2 separate regions of the Mus musculus genome follow, and region 1 is linked to region 2. Evidence: chromatin contacts called from public HiChIP or PLAC-seq data. All regions are on one chromosome and are shown on one strand. The core of a region is the stretch at or near the end of the contact, and the rest is flanking DNA. Distances in the headings are between cores, read along the strand shown.

Region 1 (3,764 bases), core at 423-2,922, 41 kb before region 2:
TCTACAAAGTGAGTTCCAGGACAGCCAGGGCTATACAGAGAAACCTTGTCTCGAAAAACCAAAAAAAAAAAAAAAAAAAAAAAAAAAAAAAAGTCTACCTCTTTTGTACATATTTTTCTGTCTTAAAATCTCAGCTTATCCCTTCTCTCCCCTCCCCTCCCCTTCCCTTTCCTCTCTTCCTCTTCCCTCCCCGCCTCTTTTTGCCTTCATTATTCAGCAGCATCCAATGTATGATGTGAAAGGAGGCTGCAATTAGCAATTACATCTAAAACTACACAGGAAAGTTGTACTGCCTCCCTCCCTTTGTCTCGTCCTCTGTTCTTCTCTGATGAGCTGCCTCTGCCTGCCCCGGGACTTCTTGGCTATTAACTTCCTGGTCACATAAGTTCTACACCATAACATTATCCTGACTCAAAGGTCAGACCCTGTGAATTGTCCACAGGGCAGATAAGCTTTAGTTCCCAAAGAGCCCTTACAAGGAGGTAGCTTGCTGTCTGTCTGTGTGTCCTGCCTCCTCATTAGAGTCCTTATGGCAGAGGAAAATAGGAGAGAGGATTCCATGTGGGAAAGTCTGAAAGGCTTCCCAGAGAACGTTGCAGGTCGGCGAGGCTGGCAGTATCTCATAGGCGCTCACTGGAAAAGAAAGAGACAAGAGAGAGTGTTCAGACACAGGACACTGCATTTTTGAAGTAGCATACACAGAAGGAAGCCAGGCACACCAACGGTGTCCAAAGGGGCCCCTGCAGTGCCTCATACAAGACCCCTGTTGCTTCCTTTCATAGATGAAGGAACTGATATTCCAAGCCACTGGACAGTGGTAGGTAGTAGAGATGGAATTCAAACCGATAGGTAGAATAAACAGCCCTGTGCAGATCTCTGCATGCCCTAATCCCTATAACCTGTGACTGTGTGTTGTTGGGTGATAAAGGGGAATTTACATTCCAAATGGAGTTATAGCGCCCATCTGCTGACCTTAAAATAGGGAGCCTGCCCTAGACGACCACTGTGAGAAGGGCCCAGTGTGGTTCTCAGGATCCTTAAATGGAGCAGAGGTAGGAGGAAGAGATTTTGGCAATACAGAGCAAGCAGGGCTCGACCTGCAGTTTGGGGGTTTGAAGATGGAGTAAAAGAGTCAAGACAGAGGCCACCAGAGTGTCCCTCAGTAGGGAGGATGGTCGCAGAGGCAGTGTCCCCTAGAGATCTGCAAGAAAGGCGCACAGTCCCACAGTCACCATGACTGTCACTCAACCAGACACATTTCAGACTTCTAAACTAGAGAATTGTAAGGCGCTTTGAGCCTTGTGGCTCTATGGCGCTTTGAGCCACTAAGCCTGTGGCAGGCAGTCCATGATAATAGCAATGGGAAACTTACATACAAGCTGAGCTCCATTGACCCCTGGATCCCTGTTCTTAGTCCCTTGTTTACATGACTTAACTGTTGTCAAGGCTAAACCAGGAGCTAGAAGAATTATAAGTGAACTCCTCTTATAATTCTAGGTTTCTTCAAACTTCTTTTTCAAACCATATAGCTAAGGGTACGCATGTGCCTCCCAGCTTGGTGAATTTTGAAAGGATGTGGTCATGGCCTTTGACATCAGAGGAGGGAGCTCAGCGGTGAGGCTGGCTGATGCTGATAGAAAAGATAAGGTTAGAGGCAAGTTGCCTTTGAACGACTCTCTAAAGATCAACTGCATCCTGTCTCAGTCTCCGCTGCTCCTCTCCTTCAGTCGCACTGCGGGGTGATGCCCAAGGCGCATCACTTTTCAGAACTGGACCATGAACAACTTCATCCTCCTGGAAGAACAGCTGATCAAGAAGTCCCAACAGAAGAGAAGGACTTCTCCCTCGAATTTTAAAGTTCGTTTCTTTGTCTTAACGAAAGCCAGCCTGGCCTACTTTGAGGACCGCCACGGGGTATGAGAAGGCTTACGTTGTGCTTTGTTTATTTTGTTTATTTATTTTGTTTATTTACTTTGTTCTGTGTTTGGACTGAGCTGATTCCTGAGATAAACTTGAACACCTGGGATGCAGGTACAGTGTGTTTTGGAAGCCACCAAGTAGAGTTAGAGATCGGAAGAAATGTGGAGAGTTCTGAGACTCCAGTGTCAGTTAGATTTGGCTATTTCAATTCTAAAATCTGTAGGTTTAACGTTCATACATTTCTTATGTGGTGAATGTTGTGGATAGGACTTGAAGTTTATGTAAACATGAAGTATATGTGGCATCTACAGTCTGTAGGACAGTAAAATATTAACTATGGCTTATTAAGACGTAAGGGGAAACCTAGCTCAACTTCCCTGTTTTACAAAAGAAGTGGTTCTTAGACTGTGAAGGGAGGTCCTATGTAAGATTTTCACGACTTGAACTCTGCTTATCTCAATGGTCATCACTGCCCTGAGGCCATGGGGTCCTACTTCCATTAAAGTGACATTCTAAAGTTGGAAGGAACAACCCTCTTTGTGGTAAAACATCTCAGGAGACTGGGGGTGTGGAACACAGAGTTTCTGCCTGCAGACCAGGGATCCCGCTAGAGTGTGTCGGCTCAGCTGGAGGCGTCTAATGACATCTTCGTGCACAGCAATAACAACAAAAGCAAGCGAGTGTGTGTTAATACTACAGTGTGACAGGAGCACTGGGTGGTGCTGGGAGCTTAGCCCATGGCTAAGTCCTCTCTGAGGCAGCCAAGGGCCAAGAGCATTGGCTGGGGCAAGACTTGGTCTTTTGAGAGTAGGGTTGCTTTCTAAAATAACCTAGGTCTATCTTGACTGCAAGTTACTCCGAGGCCAGAAGCTACTGGATCTGCTGACACTTGCTGCTAACGGCAGGGTGATTTAGGTAATGGTATATTGATGTCACACCCTTCTCAGTCCAGGCAGCCAGAAGCCCCTCTGACTAGGCTGGTTAACTCTGTGAACCAGAGAGGAAGGGAAGCGAAAGAATTAAGATGCTTTATACAGGCAAATATGCGCAGACACATATACATTCACACATATATTTACACTTTCATTCACATTCTTATTTGCACGTTAACACATTCACATTTTTGTTGGGCCCAATCACCTGTCTCATACACTCCACAAGCATTCATGCATGCTTACATACACACATACTCCTACGAACATACATATAGACAAACAGACATATACATCTGGATAGATAGATGGATGGATGGGCAGAGCCCCCCCCCCCCCAAGCCAAACTATCCAACTAACAACTTAATTTCTTTCCTCTGGCTTTTTTATACCTTCTCAGACAAAAATTTCTTTAGAAAATTACCTCAGAGATAAAATGTTACACAAATTTGAAGTTACAAAAAGATGTTGATATTTTAGCTCAAAGGAGTGTTTCATTCTATATGCTTGTTACAAGTTCAAAGCTTTTACATGGCCCTGGCTTATCATAGTTCATATCTGTGGTTGTATCCTTGGGCCTAAATGTTTTTCCTTGAACACAAATTTGTCCCAAGTCTATTTCTCTTTTTAGTATAATTATTAAAAGCTCATTGTATTTCTTATTATGCAGCCTTTTCTTACTATTCTGAGGAGTGGGCACATTCTATTCTTGACTGTAACCTTATTACAACTTTCTAGCAAAGCAACTAAGACCATCTCTTAAAACTTCCTAAAATTATTTGAATCAAATCGGGAATTCTATAGAATCATTATTAATTCATCTAAACAGCATTAATTCATGAACATTCATCTTTATGCTGATCTGAAGGAAATCTGATCAATAGGGTGGGCTAATGCCCAGGGACTGTTAGT
Region 2 (3,891 bases), core at 372-2,871:
GTTATAGCAATATACTACCATAAAATTGCCACCAGGACTCTTCTTACATGAAGTAAGGATCACTTGACACAAACACATCAATACTGTGGCACTGTACCTGGTGACAGCAACCAAGTGACTAGTAAGTAGGTATTGCATCTAAGTGGATTGGCTGCTTCAAGGGTGACTTATACCCTAGATGATTGTCGTGAGATTTCATCATGCTACTCAGAATTTAGAATTGGTAATTTCTGGAATTGTCCATCTTGTATTTTCTGGGACCATGAGTGGGCAACTGAAATCACAACACAGCAAAACTGCAGAGGAGAGGCCACTATACCTCACCCTCTGTGAGCTTTGATCCCTCCCTGGGTAAAGGAAGAATCAGAGGAGACAGAAACAAGCAAAACACCGCACTGCAGATATTTTTTCACTCCCTTGAGCACTGAACTCAAGCAGACCTCAGTCTACGAGTTTGACACTATTGTCTGCTGAACCCAGGCCTGAGTCACACTTTCAAGCACAGCTCTAGCAACTCATACGCATTGCTTGGAGCTTAGATGGGATGAAGCACACACACTTCCTGGCCATCTGGGAGCCCAAGGAGGTGTACAGTCTGCTCAGCCAGAGTGTTTTAAACGCTCAGTGGAATCCCCTGGTTCTCTTCTTTTTGGATGCTCTCAAGTAGCCAAACAATTTTCATAGATACTATTTCTTCCCCACCTACGCCTCTCCTGAGTTTATTAAGCTCCAAAAGTAAATTGTCAACTGATGACCATTCTCCTTTTGCTGTATGCTTTCTGGCCCAGAAATAAGACCCTGTAGGCTTCTTTTACCAGGAAGTGACATATTATGTCAGCCTTCATGCTTCTAGAGAATTATTATCCAAGTTCTAGAGAACTCTGAATGTTACTGGGCTGAGGCTTTTATTCATGTTTTGGCTTTTATGTATCTTATATATGATAGCACATGTTCAATTGGATACTTTAAACTACCATAATGGCTGAAATGAGGAAGGATGGGCGAGTAAGCAGCTGAAGGAGAGATGTGCTGAGCCTGCACATCCCCATGGGACTATTGACCAACTTGCATGTCTGTACATCCTACCACACGGCTACTGATCATCCTGCACAAATGCACATGCATGGACAGTGAAGAGCCTGCATGCTCATTTCCTGCCTTTCTTCTTCTTAGCCCTGGGGGAGTCCCTTCTCTCCCACCACACTTTATCTTACCTAGGTGATTGAGATGGTCAAGATATGTCTCCACATTGTAACAACATTCAAAAAACTTCGTTCTTAAAAATGGCCCCTGGCTTTGCCATTTATTAATTATACTTATCAATTACAAAAGCTTTGCAAAAAGTCTGGGGGGGGGCAATCTTAAGAAGAAAATATGACAATTGTTTTCAAAGGAGATTTGCTAAAGTTGCAAATTACTATTAACGTTTTTTTATGGCTACCTGTCACCCTCCTACCTGCAGCCACCCACTGGCATATGAAGTGGGGGAGGTGAGTGTTTTTTACAACACTATCATGGAAAATTTCCAACTCCCACCAAAATAGAGAGCAGAGTACTAAGAAGGCCCTGAAACTCAGCTTCAGCAACCACTAGTCTGATGCCAGCTCTTGCTTCATTCTTTTTCTTCTCCAGATAAACACCCTACTACCTGGAAACGGTCATGGCTTTCTATCAGTGTTTGAAGGCTCTGATAGAAACAGAAAGTAAACACATGACTTTTGAGCATCATGTTTTATAAGTAAGCGATAAAGTTTTCCAACTGTGACCCAAGGCTTGTTTTTTGGCTTTCAGGTGGTACAATAAAAGCATCAGCCGCGACAAAGCTGAAAAACTTCTTTTGGACACAGTGAGTACCTGCATCCTGACTAAAAAGAAATTGTACAGTTTCCAGCCATATTATGGCTATGCTGGTGTGGTGCCGCTTTCCTGTGTTGGCTTAACAATGGCTTTCATGTCTGAGGACAGGTATTCTGAGGATTATCAGGGCTAGACAGCACAGGAAAGGAGGCCTAGGGAAGCGCTAGGCCTGGTCGCTAACACTGGCTGCGGCTGTGACCTTGGCTTCAGGGCAGCTCTGCTTTTTCCTGTTTCTGCTACTCAGGAATGGATTCTGCCTAACAGGCCTGTAGTTTAAACAGATTTTCCCACTACAGTTCCTTCTCTGAAGCCTTTGCAGTCTGGCAGAGAGACTGACCTTACTCCAGGATCTTAGACTTAGGGGAAGGAGGGATGAGCGGAAAGGCAGCATGATTGGATGGGATGGGGACCCCTGTTTAGGTCTCTGTTCTGCCTTCAGTTCAGTGGGTAACTGTGGGGATTTCTCTTCAGCCTTCTGGGCCCACATTTGTTAGTGAGGACAAACTGAACATCAGTATACATCAGGGTGTCAGTGATCTGTTAAAACCATGGATGCTGCCCCTGTGTGCTCCTGGCCCTGTGCAGTTAGTCACTGATATTGTGCCTGGACCCCACTGGGAACCACGACTCACTCAGTAGTTACATGTGAGTAAAAGGGAGAGCAGGATGAAAGGCATTGAACAGTGTACCCATAGCAGGGGGAACTGAGCTGAGTCCTTCTTGAGTGCTCGTGTCTCCTTGGTTCTCAGCCAAGGTTATTCATCTCCCGTGGTTCCCAAGAGTCCTCATATCTGAGTTGCTGCAGGTGTTTACAATGCAGATCCTGAGGGGCCTGTGACATGGCTTAGTGGGTTTAAGGCCATCAAGCCTGACGACCTGGGTTCAATACCCAGGACCTGCACGGTGGAGGGAGAGACCTGATTCCCAGAGTTGTCCTCTGACCTCGGCATGCCTACCATGGTGCATACATCCCGCCCCCCCCCCCACACACACACATGAAATAGACAAATGTAACAAAAATACAGATTCTAAGATTCCATGGTAGATCTGTAGAAGCAGGACCTCCAAAAGTAACCTAAATTTTGTTTTCTCTCCCACCCCATTTGTTTGGTTTGGTTTTTCAAGACAGGGTTTCTCTGTGTAACCCTGGCTGTCCTGGTACTCATTCTCTAGACCAGGCTGGCCTCGAACTCAGAGATCCACCTGCCTCTGCCCCCTAAGTACTTGGACCAAAGGCATGCTCCACCATCACCTGGCTCCATATTTTCCTGAACTGGATTTAGGATACAAATGTAGCCAGCTCCTCTCATTCCTCAGCCTGTGTTGCTGGAAAACGGTAAAGTGTGATAAGAACTAAGTACAAAGAACACAGAACTAGGACCCTGGATTATCCTCAATAAAGTCAGTATAGAACTTCAGACAGCTCACCTCAATAAAAAAAAAAAGCAACTCCTGCTGTTGAGTTCTTTTGAGGCATTTAAACATATTTTGCTTTCTCAGGCTATTGAGACCTTCTTTCAGGCTAATATTTTGAATCCACTTACCAAATACTCTCTTCCTTCTTAGGTAAGTCTAAAGGCAAATGAGAGGAGCCCACTAGGCTTTAGTCTGGGTTCTGGAAAGTAAGAATGGGATGAGGGCTTCTTTCTATTTTTTACATACTTGCTATCTGACTCAATAGTGTTGCATCTCTGGTGTACGCAGAGTCTTCTTGTCTCATAAGTATATGCCTCTTAAGAGGTAGGTTATATTCATTTCCTCTGTTATTAACTAAAGCCTCTAGGTTACAGACTATGTGTGTGTGTATGATATGTATATGTCTGTACGCGTATATCTCTATGTTTTACTTTGTCCCTATTAAGGAAACTTAGGTTTAACTGTATCTAGCACAAAACACTTAACAACTACTTGTTCCATGAATGAGTTCACCAAATGCTTACTGTGTTTTTAAGTTATCATGGCTGTGCTGGTCATGAGTATCTGTGGGGAAACTAAAAGCACAAACTCCAGCCCAGAGGATATGACCCAGTGGCT

Evidence for each region. HiChIP or PLAC-seq counts read pairs in DNA pulled down with a chosen protein or histone mark.
Region 1: a contact with region 2 is called in an H3K27ac HiChIP or PLAC-seq map of regulatory T cells, with 2.3 times the contacts expected there. The contact joins the promoter of Itk here to the enhancer-like site in region 2. A contact is called at or near these places in 12 of 39 promoter capture datasets (3T3-L1-derived adipocytes, the HPC-7 cell line, embryonic stem cells and 7 more), 2 of 15 datasets of contacts at CTCF or cohesin (CD8 T cells and pro-B cells), 12 of 484 Hi-C or Micro-C datasets (CD4 T cells, CD8 T cells, DN3 thymocytes and 5 more), 13 of 115 datasets of contacts at active chromatin or transcription factors (the 230-238 cell line, CD8 T cells, the HPC-7 cell line and 6 more) and 3 of 9 other capture datasets (adipose tissue, liver and pancreatic islet).

The regions. Positions count from the first base shown.
Region 1 is chr11:46,387,423-46,391,186 of GRCm38.p6, reverse strand. Itk (IL2 inducible T cell kinase) reads left to right here and starts at 1,672. Exons shown (of 17, transcript NM_010583.3): 1 at 1,672-1,914. The coding sequence starts at 1,777.
Region 2 is chr11:46,345,826-46,349,716 of GRCm38.p6, reverse strand. It overlaps Itk (IL2 inducible T cell kinase), which reads left to right. Exons shown (of 17, transcript NM_010583.3): 8 at 1,792-1,846. Among named protein-coding and RNA genes, the nearest start is that of Gm12167, 5.5 kb to the right of the region's middle. Within about 2 kb of position 1,621, at least 11 of the 459 cell types and tissues checked have an H3K27ac peak or open chromatin away from gene starts, as enhancers often do. A contact at or near this core is called in the SCID.adh cell line and regulatory T cells, where this site is marked.